Regions from separate parts of the Ovis aries genome. Here region 2 is linked to region 1. Evidence: chromatin contacts called from public Hi-C data. All regions are on one chromosome and are shown on one strand. The core of a region is the stretch at or near the end of the contact, and the rest is flanking DNA. Distances in the headings are between cores, read along the strand shown.

Evidence for each region. A called contact is a pair of places that touch in the nucleus more often than the background predicts.
Region 2: a Hi-C map of blood shows a contact between it and region 1, with 2.9 times the contacts expected there. The contact joins two enhancer-like sites. A contact is called at or near these places in 2 of 16 Hi-C or Micro-C datasets (both in blood).

Annotation. Positions count from the first base shown.
Region 1 is chr7:47,495,409-47,498,815 of ARS-UI_Ramb_v3.0, reverse strand. All of the region lies in intron 2 of RORA (RAR related orphan receptor A), which reads right to left. Among named protein-coding and RNA genes, the nearest start is that of ICE2, 390 kb to the left of the region's middle. Within about 2 kb of position 1,760, at least 4 of the 54 cell types and tissues checked have an H3K27ac peak or open chromatin away from gene starts, as enhancers often do.
Region 2 is chr7:47,781,843-47,785,249 of ARS-UI_Ramb_v3.0, reverse strand. The region is part of intron 3 of RORA (RAR related orphan receptor A); the gene reads right to left. Among named protein-coding and RNA genes, the nearest start is that of ICE2, 110 kb to the left of the region's middle. Within about 2 kb of position 1,884, at least 2 of the 54 cell types and tissues checked have an H3K27ac peak or open chromatin away from gene starts, as enhancers often do.

The sequences.
Region 1 (3,407 bases), core at 511-3,010:
CCTCCCTGGGCCCTCATCCACGGTGCTTGGACACTGGCAGAGCCTCCTCACCAACATTCCTTCCTTCTTCCAATCCACCCCCCACTGACGACAAGTGGAGAGTTCCCCCAGCACCAGCTTCTTTTAATGCCGTTCCCTGCTGGAGGACCTTCACTAGCTACCCACGGGCTGCAGGACAGTGTTCAAATTCCTTCTCTTGGCAGACAGGAGCCTCTACATTCTGGCCTCAACTTAGTTTTCTAGGCACTAAAAATAAGAGGTTTTGTTGTTGCTGTTGTTTTTCAACCTTCCGTTTATGGGACACTTCTATACTCCTGAAACAGCATTAAGCACTTCATCTGAGTTAGTTCTCAGGAGAGTCCTATGAAGCCCTCTTATGTTCACTTCGCAGACGAGAGAATGAGGCCGGCAGAGAAGAAGGAACTAGAGAAGGCTGTACGTTTAGTCAGTGGCGGCTTCAGTATTTCAACCCAGGTCTTATGATACTAAAGGGGCTTCCCAGGTGGTGCTAATGGTAAAGAACTTGCCTGCCAGTGCAGGAGACATAAGAGATGCAGGTTCAATTCCTGGGTTGGGAAGATCCCTTGGATGAGGGTATGGCAACCCTCTCCAGGATTCCTGCCTGGAGAAAACCATGGACAGAGGAGCCTTAGGGTCTACAGTTCCTGGGGTTTCAAAAAGTTGGACACGACTGAAGCAACTTAGCACACACTTAATGATATTAAAGCTCACGCTCATAACCACCTCTCACCATGGCCCTTCTGCTAGGTTCAGCCTCTCCTGTACGCTGTCCTCTACACAGTCCTAGGGCTGCCACCTCCTTTTCACTCCGCCCTCTTTGTTCATTTCCTGCTTCTTTTAGGAAGCTCCATTCCTAGGGTGTGCTCCCCAAATTTTCAAACCCAAGGATCACTCAGGCAGGAGATGGGGTTCTGACTCCCACCACCTGCTGTTCAGCCCCAGGGAGATGGAGAGAGGGGCGTCCTCACAGGGCCACTGGGTGAATCCCCCCACTCCTTCTCATAGAGATCCCTGGTCCTTTCCCCCTAGCTCCCCTCAATTGTCTTCCCTCACGATGCCATTCTTGACACCTCCCTGGCCTCTGCTGGGTCGAGTTCTAGCTGTTTGATAACGCATTCTCTTTCCGTAGTTACATAGATGATCTTGCAAGGACAGTCATATGTATTTTTGTACCTTAAGTAGCCAGTTCAGTTCCTAGCACATAGAAGGAACAGCAGAATCACCAATTTAAATTAAATAGAAATGTGTCTGCCTAAGCAAAAATTTGCTTCAAATTCCTAAGTGGAAAAGCCAATAAAGGTTTCTTTCCCCGCCCCCCCAGCCCGCCCCCTCCACTACAAGTCCAGTAAAAGCCTTATTATAAAGGAATGGTGAAGTATCATTTTACAAGTTGCTGCCACGAGCATATATACATGCACGCATGAATGCACATGTGCGTACAAACACACACACACACACACACACACACACAGAAGCTGAGAGAAGCTGGTGCTTGGTGGCAAAGTGCAGAAAAGAAGATAAGATCACCAGGCTGCAGAAGAAGGTGAGTCACATGATGATGTGGGTAACCCCAAGCACACACGATATCCTCGGCAAGGCCTAGCTCAAATCTAACCACATCATCTTTTCATGAAGCAGATATGAAAAAAATACGACTAAAACAATTACACAAAAGGTGGTTTAATACTTCTTGCCTCGATGGTATCAAAGCTACTGACTCTGGGGCTACACTTGGGGAAACAACTCTCTGAGATAAGGAGATGAACTATCTGTTCAAGAGAAGGCACAGGAAGCCGAGGGGACCAGGCAACACATAATGAAACAGCTTGCGGCCAACACGCCATCTAAACCCAAGTGTCCTCAGGCGGCATGGGTTGTGTAAGCAGAGGAAGCCGAACCCACCCTTGTCTCAAAGTGAAGACTTTGTGGGTGACGATCTCTGTGCGTGTGTGTGTCCTCACCACACATGATGGCTGAAGTGAAATTCATAGCTCCCCCACCTGTGGCTGAGATGGATGTAAAAGGAAAAGGTTGCAAAGGTGAGATTGTTGTCATGCAGCAGCCTCGAAGTCCCTTGCTGGTGTGTGACTTGCTTGCTGAATGGCTAGTGGCCCATGAATGCAAACTGAGATACCAGCATGGACAGATCAGGATGCTGATATCCTGGTATCCTGACGTAGTTAAGTCTGAATTCTCCGAGGGACAGATGATGGTCTTTCTCCTCTTTGAAGCTTGACTAATACCTGGCCCGTGTTTTATGGCAACATGGTTTCCTTTATCAGACTTCACTCTTCTCCAGTTCCCCAAGTAATCTTTGAATGATTGGGAAGTCTCCCACAACTAAAGAATGTGCCAGCTGTGATGGGCTGCAGGGCATTTAGACCCCAAGCTTTACAGGCTAAAAGAGTAGCTACTGAATCCCAGCTCTGCATCAGTCCTTTGGGGCAAGTTACTTAGCCTATATCTCAGCTTTCTCATATATAAAATGGGAATAACAGAAACTTTCTCCAAGTTAAGTCTCCTTTAGGAAATATGAGTTAATTCCTGAAAAGTACATAGCACTTTAACTTTTTTTTTTCTCATGAGCACAAAGTTAGACCTTACTAAATGGAGCTATAAATATTACCACCATCATTATAAACCATTCAAACTCTTCTGAGGTCGAGAGGAGGATCTGTAGGTCCAGAGTTGGTGATTTATTCCCAGGCAATTACTCTTGAGTGATCCAGTAGTTATTGCCCGTGCTAGATAATGACCAGATTGAAGGTGGTAACACTTGTAAGTGTCTGAGTCAGGGGCAGAACTCGGATCTACTGATTCACAGGCCAGAGCCTGAACCTATGTACCACGCTGGCACCACGTACTGTTGAATTTCTCATTGAGTGGTCACTTTTTTCCAACCAGGTCTTAAGCCTGTACCTTAAGTAGGCACCTTCTACTTCTGAAGTTTCTCCAGGGTGCACACATCATATGTGCTGGATAAATGCTTGTTAGCCAGCTGATTGTTTGCAAAGATCACAACTGATTTTCAAGGCAACACGTTTCTCCCCTATAGCACTATGTCCTCATCATTTTGGAAAACTCATCCAAGGAGGAGTTGTGTTAATGTGCATCAGAGGGAAACATTCCACCCTGTTTTGGAAGACAGCTATAGCTTGGTCCAGATTGCAGGCACAATAATTAGAGACACTTGTAATTTGACTGATGCTCTAAAGCCCCAAAGCACTTACTGAAGCCACCTTTGTCCTTGCACATTAGGGTTTTTGTCACTCCATGTCAAAATGGCCAAGCTGCTTTCTGATGGGTCTGCCTTCTCATAGACCAGATGTGAGGGTCCAGATGCTAGTCTGCCAAATCTATCATCAGAAGGGAACTCAGCACCAGCC
Region 2 (3,407 bases), core at 635-3,134, 290 kb before region 1:
ACTCCAGTATTCTTGCCTGGAGAATCCCATGGACAGAGGAGCCTGGCAGGCTACATACAGCCCATGGGGTCGCAAGAGTTGGACACGACTTAGCAACTAAAGAGAGGGAGAGAGGTATCATCTGCCTCTTTCCGTCAGAACATACACTCACAAGACCACAGATTAACGTTGCTGTGCTCGGCATCGCTCCCACAGCATCATGTCTGCAACACGATGGGCTATGGCGCCTATATTTTCCAAGGAAGGAGGGGGCTGGAGTCGGTGTGGAAGGGGGTCGGCACAGTTCCACTTGTATCTGTTTCACCAGACTAGAATCTAAGTTGCACGAAGGCGGGGTTGTGTCTGTGACATTCAGATTTTGCCATTTTAGAGCCTGGGCACTGGCGGATACAAGCAGGGTGCTCAGGGTTTCAGAAACACCATCTTGTAAATAGGAAACATTTGCAAGCTTTCAGGGCCCTAAAACCTGTACTTTGTTGCTGGAAAAAAAGCAACATAGAAAAAAGTCATCACTGTTTCCACTGGAGTCGGCCTTGACTTCTGCAGCACAATCCTCAGCCTGCCCCCACTGAGTGGTCACCATGCTGGTGGGACCCAGCCCGGTGGCTCACTGAGGGCTAGAAAGCCAGAGAAACTGGTTTCCTCTTTCTGATAGAAACCCTGAGCAAGATTTCTGCAGAAGAGGAATATGGTCCTCTCCCGTTTGGGCCATTTCAGGTAACAGACTGGGAGTCTGACCACTTGTTCCTGCCCACTAGTTGATAGAAAAGCCAGAAATAAACTATCTGAAATGTGTCAATAACATGCACACTACGGCAGAAATTACTCATAGTGGGCACCTCTTCCACTTTGAAAGGAGACTTCAGTGGCCTCAGAAAGAAAGTGTCTGCTTACCTTAATAACCCTGACATTCTAAGTATCCTTACCTCACAAGGACGAGGAGAGGGTGAGACCAGAGCAGCAGTTTTCAAACATGTGAGCTCCTCAGTCCCCAAGGGGAGCTTTTACAAGTTCAAATTCCTTGGCCTCAGCCCAGACCATCAGAATCAGAAGCAAGCAGGTAGTGATGGAGACTGGGCATTTATTTTTTAAATGTTTCTCAGCTAACTGTGAAGATTGATGATATTTGAGAACCACTGAAGGGTTGGAGGACTCCACTGCCCAACTGCGCTCTGATAGCAAGAGGGAAGTTTTGCAGAGAGAACGAAAACCATCTGAATTGGCAACACCTGAGACACCTTTTAAATACTCACCTTCCCGGCTGAGACCAGGCTGACGCAATCAGGGTCTCCCCAGGAATTTACCTTTGTAACTCTCCGGGTTATGGGTTGCTCTCAAAAGTTTCAGAGCCACTGCTTGGGCAGGATTTTAGAGCTACTCTGTGGCTTATTTGGAAGGAAATCATGTTCACATGTAAACTGAAGGACTAACTTTATCCAATTACATTAATGTTTCATTGCATGTTGCAAAGTCTTTGTTATAAATGGCGTGGAGCTCAGAAACTACAAACCTATAAGCTCAGTAGTCTTAGAGCAGCTTTCCCTGGTTAAGCATGGCTGCCAGTTTCTCAGTACATGTCTTTAAATGCTGATTCATGGCTTAAGATGGGGAGGGAGGTATCTTTGTTCTATTATGAAATCACACGGGTGGCACCTGAATAACGCAGCACACAGTAGGCACTTCATAAATATTTGCTGAGACAAATTCAGTTTGTTATTTATATCCAGAGTTCTACTGAAGATATGACATGAGATAAAGAAAAGATAAAAATAAAAAAACCCAATGACTGAAAAATGAAAATAACATTCTGTGAAAAAGAGGATATTTCTCATGTGGTGAAAGAATCACACTTCTGGGTGGCGCAGTTTGAAAAACGGTCTGCTTTGAGACTGATCTGAGACTTAACCACAAGTCTTCACTTCTGAACCACTACCTTATTTCTATGATGAAAAAGTTTAAACAGTATGTTTTCCTGGCTTTTTTTTTTTTTAATTCCCTTCCTTCTGTTTCATGTAAAGATGAAATTTCATCTTTCCGGTAGGAACAAGCCAGCACTGTCATCCTTTAAAATCCTGGTGATTATCTTTGTGATCACTCTGGTTATCACGGCTCAACTCAGAAACCTCGACTACTTGAGCAATGCAAAATTCACGTAAACTTGCATTCTCCCCTCTTCCCATAGCACCAGTGACAAATGATATTTAAGGAAATAGAAAAATCAATACTTATTTCTTTGATTCCGATACAGAAACCGGATTGTTTCATAACTGTTTCACACTCAACAGACCACAGAAATCTAAGCACACATTTCATTTGCATTATTTATCCTAAAAATGACACAAATGAATGCTTACCTCTACTTCGTGCAGTGTTTTAAAGCATATGTGATATAATGTTATATACACCTGTGTAATAAATTGCTCAATTTCTTTGGCAAATTGTGTATACTTAGGTGAGCAGGATGCTATAGCACTAAATCTTCAGAAACAAAACAGGTTAATAGATGTGCATCCACTGATAAACTGCTTTATTGCCAAAAACAGCTACAGTAGTTTACTTCTAAGTGTCTCCCTTTTTTGAAAACAAACAAAAAACTCCCAAAGCTTTAGATTTAAAAAAGGAAAATGTTGGATTTCTCTGATCAAGATGACTGACAATCTCTATTTTTAAAAAATATTTAATGGTTGGGGAATAGAATTAAGTTTGAAATTCTTTTCTTTTTTTTTAAAAAAAAGGATTACCACGGAAGTCATAATAATTGTTTACTCACAAACCAAATATCACTTAAATATTTACAGTTAACATGGAGCCAAATGAAATTTTATAAATCATCTTTCATCTAAAGTTGTTTAAAAATATACCCTTACTTTCTTCAAGAAAACTTTAAAATTTTATTATCTGTACTACAGATACATTCCTATTACCCATGCACAACAATAAATTACACTTTTGAATCTGATGTAGAATGCCCCACAGCAATCGAGAAAATACCTTCAACCTTTGACCTTCTCCACTAGCCTGATGGGAAATTCATTGGCACCATTACCGCTTTCAGCGTTCCAAGGGAAAGTACCCACTAGAGGGCAGCCTTATCTCAGCTCTTGACACTGGAGAAAAACACCTCAGAAATGCTCCAAATGTTCCTTTATTTTTTCAATATCCTTGATTTTCTTGGATATTTAATATCAACTTCAGTTCATGTAAAAGTATTTCTAAGTAGGTCAAAAGTCCACTTCCAAAAATTACAGTGGCATCACAAAGGCCATTCATGACATGGTCAAGAGATACAGCCTAGGTCATGTATCTCAAAGAAATTAAAACAAAATTTAAAATCTTTACTCTTTACTATCTAGTGGGTTAAGTGCTGAGTCAGTGATATCACAACTAGGACTAGGGTTGTGGTACAA